2 separate regions of the Mus musculus genome follow, and region 2 is linked to region 1. A link is a contact called in public targeted proximity ligation data. All regions are on one chromosome and are shown on one strand. The core of a region is the stretch at or near the end of the contact, and the rest is flanking DNA. Distances in the headings are between cores, read along the strand shown. Region 1 overlaps Sgms1 (sphingomyelin synthase 1). Region 2 has its middle 28 kb from the start of 2700046G09Rik.

Evidence for each region.
Region 2: a targeted proximity ligation map of pancreatic cancer cells shows a contact between it and region 1. A contact is called at or near these places in 1 of 484 Hi-C or Micro-C datasets (CD4 T cells), 1 of 130 datasets of targeted methods (pancreatic cancer cells) and 3 of 9 other capture datasets (adipose tissue, liver and pancreatic islet).

Annotation. Positions count from the first base shown.
Region 1 is chr19:32,241,117-32,243,997 of GRCm38.p6, reverse strand. The region is part of intron 4 of Sgms1 (sphingomyelin synthase 1); the gene reads left to right. Among named protein-coding and RNA genes, the nearest start is that of Asah2, 140 kb to the right of the region's middle.
Region 2 is chr19:32,415,338-32,418,281 of GRCm38.p6, reverse strand. No RefSeq gene overlaps it. Among named protein-coding and RNA genes, the nearest start is that of 2700046G09Rik, 28 kb to the right of the region's middle.

The DNA of each region.
Region 1 (2,881 bases), core at 353-2,852:
AAATTTGAATGTATTATTTCCGTCTTGTTGAGATAAATCCATGGGGCTTTGGATTTATAGGTCGTCTGTTGTTTTTATTAAGAGGTGGTATGGTTTATATTACGTAAATGTAGATCTCTGCATTAACCTGAAGCTTTAACCGAATACTTTTACAGTGGCAAGAGGGGTCTAGGGTTTAACATTTTTGTCTCAGTATAGTTAGTTGGGACAGCTGCTTTTTTGCACCTCTGGTTTTAGTTATTGCAGGTGGAACATGATTTCTTTTCTCTTTTTCTTTCTTTCCTTTTTCCTTTCTTTCTTTGTATTGCCTTTGCTGCCCTGGAACTTGTTATGCTCAGCAAGCTGGTCGTGAACTTATAGAAATCTGCCTGTCTCTTTCCCACAAGTACTGGGAGTAAAGGTTTGCTCCACCATGATGGGCCAAACGTGATCTCTTAAAAGATGTTACAACTATCCAAAGTGGAGCATCTTTGTCCTTTGAGCTGTCTCTTCTCAGTACGCGTGGGTGTGATTGGGCAGTTGAGCGCACGCATGCCTGGCATCTGTGATGCTCTAGATTCCGTCCCTGGCACCCAGAGGGGAGGGGGAGTTAAGCCTGTTGTCATGTTCAGTAGACTGGTTATTTCAGTGCAAGGTTCAGGAATGGCGTCTTGATAATTTGTGATTGAGGCTTAGAATGGCCTTGCGTTTCACCATCGGCTTTAGATGAACCTCAAAAAGATTTAGAGCCTTATGGATTATAAAATGGGAGGGAAAGAGGAAGAGAGAAGCTGAGTGTTTAGTTACTTTTCTGTAGCTCTGGCTGTGCAGACCGGGACTAAGGCAACTTATAAAAGAAAGCATTTGATTGGGGGCTTGCTTACAGTTTGTGGAAACATGTGTAGGTAGGCAGCCCTGCCTGCTGAAACAGTAGCTGAGAGCTTACTTTTTTCTTCTCCTTCTTCAAGTTGGAGACAGAGATGGGCCTGGCCTGGGCTTTTGAAACCTCAAAGTTCACCCCTGTGACATAGCTCCAGCAAGGCCACACCTCCTAATCCTTCCTAAAGCAGTTCTGCCAACTAGGGACCTGACATTGAGTTTGTGGGAGCCATTCTCATTTAAACTTACCACAAGGGTTAAGGATTTAGTTTTTAATGAAGGAAAATGAATTATATGTGCTTTATGCTAATAAAAATGAAGGAAGTACAAAATCAAAAAGCTGAGACACAAGATGTGAGGTGTGGGGGAGGGGCTACTGCAGCTCTTTTTCAAGTTGTTTACCCTCATAATGCTGCTACTGTTACTGAGCCAGCCTCCTGCACGTGTAAGGTTAGGGTTAGCTTTGGGATTTTATGATGCAGTTTCAAAGTTAGCCTTAAACTGTCTGTCCCTTTGGTCTGAGATCACCTTTGAGTTCATAGGAGTGTACCATATTGTCTGGCTTGGAAACTTAGTACCTGACATGACCCTGGCTGAGAAACCAGCACACATGTAAAAGAGCCAGTTGCTGGATGTGAAACCGTAGCTGTCAGAGGTAACGAGGGAGAGCATGGCCTGAGCCTGCCATGCCTATCTGGATGACCCTGAGTCAGAGACAGGTGCTCAGTGGGCGTGGAGCCAGTCCTTTCCACAGGCCAGACAGTTGTTTTTCCTGGAATGTCACTCCTTAGCTCTGACTCAGCCTCTTTGATGGTCCTTCCGGTTGCCTGAGGGGACAAAAAGGAAAGCAGCAGTGATAAGCTTGACTCTGGCCAGGTGCTCTTGACAGGGAACTTCTGACTGGACACCTCACAGGCAACTTCTCTTGGGACAGAGCAGATGGTGTTGAACCTTGGCCAGTGGGTGCCCTCCAAATAGGCTTCCATTGGCTTTTGTACTTAACATGCTCGTCCCTGAGGCTGCCTCGGACCTGGTGGTAGGTGTGTTACCTGGACTGTACTCCATTGTCTGGAAATGGTACGGTGTGCTGCCTCCTTCTTTTGAGATTGGATTTTAAGACATCTGTTTAATTCTTGTGGAACTATACTTTTAAAATATGTGCTACTCCTATTTCAAACGGTCTTACTTTGTATCATATTAGGATTAAATATTAATACTTTCACCTTTTACTATTTTCATCGCTCTGCTGAGATTATTGTCATGAGAACTTATTTGAAATATACTCTGTTTCTGATGCAGGCTCTGCTGTGGTGGCTGCTGTCATTCTGACCTTGTCCAGCGTAAAGCTAGGGAAGCAGATGCTAGAGAGGAAAGGACGCGGTATTTTCTGGAGGTCTTATGTAGTTCACAAAAGTATCTCAGCAGATGAAGCCTTTTTAATAGAGGTCACATGGGACTGCAGCTTTCGCAAGGCCCCAGGGTGACACCCCAGTACTGTAGAGGTGACCAAATGGGAACAAACCCCAAGCCATCCACCCGGACGCCATGTGTGGACTCAGTGGCTGTCGGATCTCGCCGGAGGAGTTGTCCTGAGGCACTCAGACTTGAATCTTAGGAGCATGACATCCGTACTTTGTTGTCTTTGTTTAAAATGAGGGGACTCGTGATTTTAAAAGTCTTTGTGCTTAGGCTTCAGGCATGTTAAGGAGTTAGTAGTGGCTATCCATCCTGACAAATACTTTAACCATTTTTTCCCCTTCTACCTCCGGTATTGGGAATTGAACCCAGGCCCCTCTTTTATGCCAGTCGAGTACCTGGTCACGAAGCCACATCTTCGGTCCCACTGATAAATATTTAAAATCTTTACTAAAATCCTGGACTTAGGTATGGCAGGCCATTGAAAGGAACCAACCTGAGGCTTGAAGCCGTGGTGAACCTTGCCTGAGATCATGTGGTTAGAGGATGAAGGAGTCCATACTTGATGTTAGCTCTCTGACTTCACAGACTGGTCAACTCTGCCTCA
Region 2 (2,944 bases), core at 127-2,626, 170 kb before region 1:
CTGGACATTTTTCCAGGTTAGCTTAGAAAGACTAACACTACAAAAACCACAATGAGTTCATATGTAGGCGCTAGAAGGGCTGCCTGTTGGTCAGCCCTGACTTAAGCCATTTCAGACATAACAGTTCATATTGACCTTTAATTTGATGGGTCCTGAGTAAAGTTTATGGCTGTGCAATTTCTTAAGATTAGCAGACCTCGTAGTGTATAGAACGTAACAGGGTGTATGGTCAGCATGACCCTGCTCTGAGTCAAGTTATTTTTCTGTGCCAATGACTGACAGGCATATTACAGCAACAGTATGAAATAGCTGGCAGCATGGAGCAACATGGCTGCAGCTATGCTGGGTGTGTGTGTGTGTGTCAGATCCAATATGATTTTACTCCTTTTCCTTTCATTGAAAACAGGTTTCTGCCCCCCTCACATTATATGTGCTGATTTTGGTTTCCCTTCCTTCTACTCCTCCCAGTTCCTGCCCACCTCCCCTCCCATCCAGGTCAGCTCCCTTTCTGTCTCTCATTAGAAAACAAATAGGCTTCTAAAGGATAATAAGGGCTGGAGAGATGGCTCAGCGGTTAAGAGCACTGACTGCTCTTCCGAAGGTCCTGAGTTCAAATCCCAGCAACCACATGGTGGCTTACAACCATCTGTAATGAGATCTGACTCCTTCTTCTGGAGTGTCTGAAGACAGCTACAGTGTACTTACATATAACAATAAATAAATCTTTTTTTTTAAAAGGATAATAATATAATTAGATAAAACAGAAGCTAACACAGTGGAATCAGACAAGATAAACAAATAGAAGAAAAAGTGCCCAACAGAAGGCATAAGAAACAGACATAGATGCAGAGATCCACTTATTGGCACACTCTGAAATCCCGTAAAAACATTAAGTGGAAGCCATAAAAAATACACAAAGGGAAAAGGGGAAAAAAAAGAGGAAAGAAAATATGCATAAATAAATATAAATAAAATAAAAATAATAAGATTAGTCTTTTTTTAGAAAAGGAAAAGCCTGACAAGATGTTTACATTGTAAGACAAGGAGCCTCCAAAGACACCCTTGAGTTCATTTTTCTGTTGGCCATCTACTGCTGGGCGTGGAGCCACCTGAGGTGGAAGATTCTGGTTGTATCATGTGATGCAACCTCACAAGGGATCTTGCTGAGGAAAACCCATGGGAGGGCACGTGATTTTGGAGAGTATAAATAGGACTCAACGGACAATGATGGGGCACTTGCATAGGTAGCCTTGCAATGCTTCATTGATCTTGTGTCTCTGTCTTCACTGATCTTCACTGTGTTGAGAGAGGCACAGTAGAGAACGTCTCCTGGCGTCTCGTCAGGTCCTGGTTGCTATCTGTGACTCATGCCAATTGCATGGAGGTCTGGCTGTTTCTGCTAGATTATACACCACTGCTGATTCATGTTTGGTATCCTGACACTACTGGACTGGACTGCTGGTATTGGAATCCCTCCAAAGAATTGCATCTAAGCAGGTCCACATGGCCTTGTTCCATTTATTATCTTTTCTCTCCTACCTTTGGATGGTGTGTGTGTGTGTGTGAAGCATTTGAGAACGCTTACTAAAAGTAGGTTTTTTAAAAATCTAAGCCTATACCTACCCTTAAGAGTAGTTTGTTGGGCTGGAGAGATGGCTCAGTGGTTAAGAGCACCAACTGCTCTTCCGAAGGTCCTGAGTTCAAATCCCAGCAACCACATGGTGGCTCACAACCACCCATAATGAGATCTGACGCCCTCTCCTGGTGCATCTGAAGACAGCTACAGTGTACTCACATATAATAAAATAAAATAAATAAATCTTTAAAAAAAATTAGTTTGTTTCCCCAGTGAGACTCCCTTGGAGGAAATTAAATTTTCATTTGCAAGTGGTCCACAGTTGGAGATAGCTTTTGGCTTAGGGATGGGGGATGTTCACTTCCCCTCTGAGCAATAGGGCCTCATCTGGTACAGACCCGTGCAAGCCCTGTGCGTGCTGCCTAAGTTCATGTGTGCATCTACCATAACAAACCTTCATACTTTGGTGTCCTTCCTACCCTCTGGTTCTTACACCCTTGCCTGCCTCTTCTGTAAGGTTCTCTGCGCCATAAGGGAAGGGAGCTTTGATGGAAGCAGTCCGATTTAGGGCTGAGAGTTCCAAGATCTCTCACTCTCTGCATGTTGTCTGGCTGTGGGTCTCTGTGTTTGTTCCCATCTGCTGCAGCGGAAGCATCTCCGATGATGGCTGAGCAAGGCACTGATCTGTTTCCCTCGTGAGGTGCCCTCCTCAACTCCCCTGTGTTTCATCTTTTCCATTTGTCTCCCCACCACAACTACCCCAGACCTCTTTTTCCCTTCTTGTAGTTCTCATTCTGGCTTTAGGACTTAATGCTCATCTTAATAAGCATGTAAGGTACAGTTTACATGAAGAGAGAACGTGCTGTATCGATTTCCCCAAGATACGAATCCTTCGTGTCACGTAATTCCAGATTCATCCATTTCCGGCAAATGTTTCCAACTTCATTTTTCTTTATTGCTGAATTAAACTCCACTGCATACATGCACCAGGTTTTCATGAACTCACTAAGGTGTCTTGGACACCCAGGCTAATTCTTTTCCCTCACTGTTGCAATTAGCACAATAGTGATGTGCAAGGATCTGTTTGGAAAGACATAAGAACAGAAACATCAGATGAGCCAGCTCTACCATGCCAAAGGGTTGTAGGGTTTTTCTGTTTTAGGCTCTTGAAGAGCCTCTAGGCTGAACTGCATGATGGCTGGACTGCTCTGCCCTCCTCCCAGCAGTGAATAATGGATCCTCTCCCCTTCTTGTTCTTGCCAGCATTATCATTTGTTTTCATTTTTAAAATTTATTTATTTTTATGTATATGGCACACTGTAGCTGTACAGATGGTTGGGAGCCTTCATGTGGTTGTTGGGAATTGAT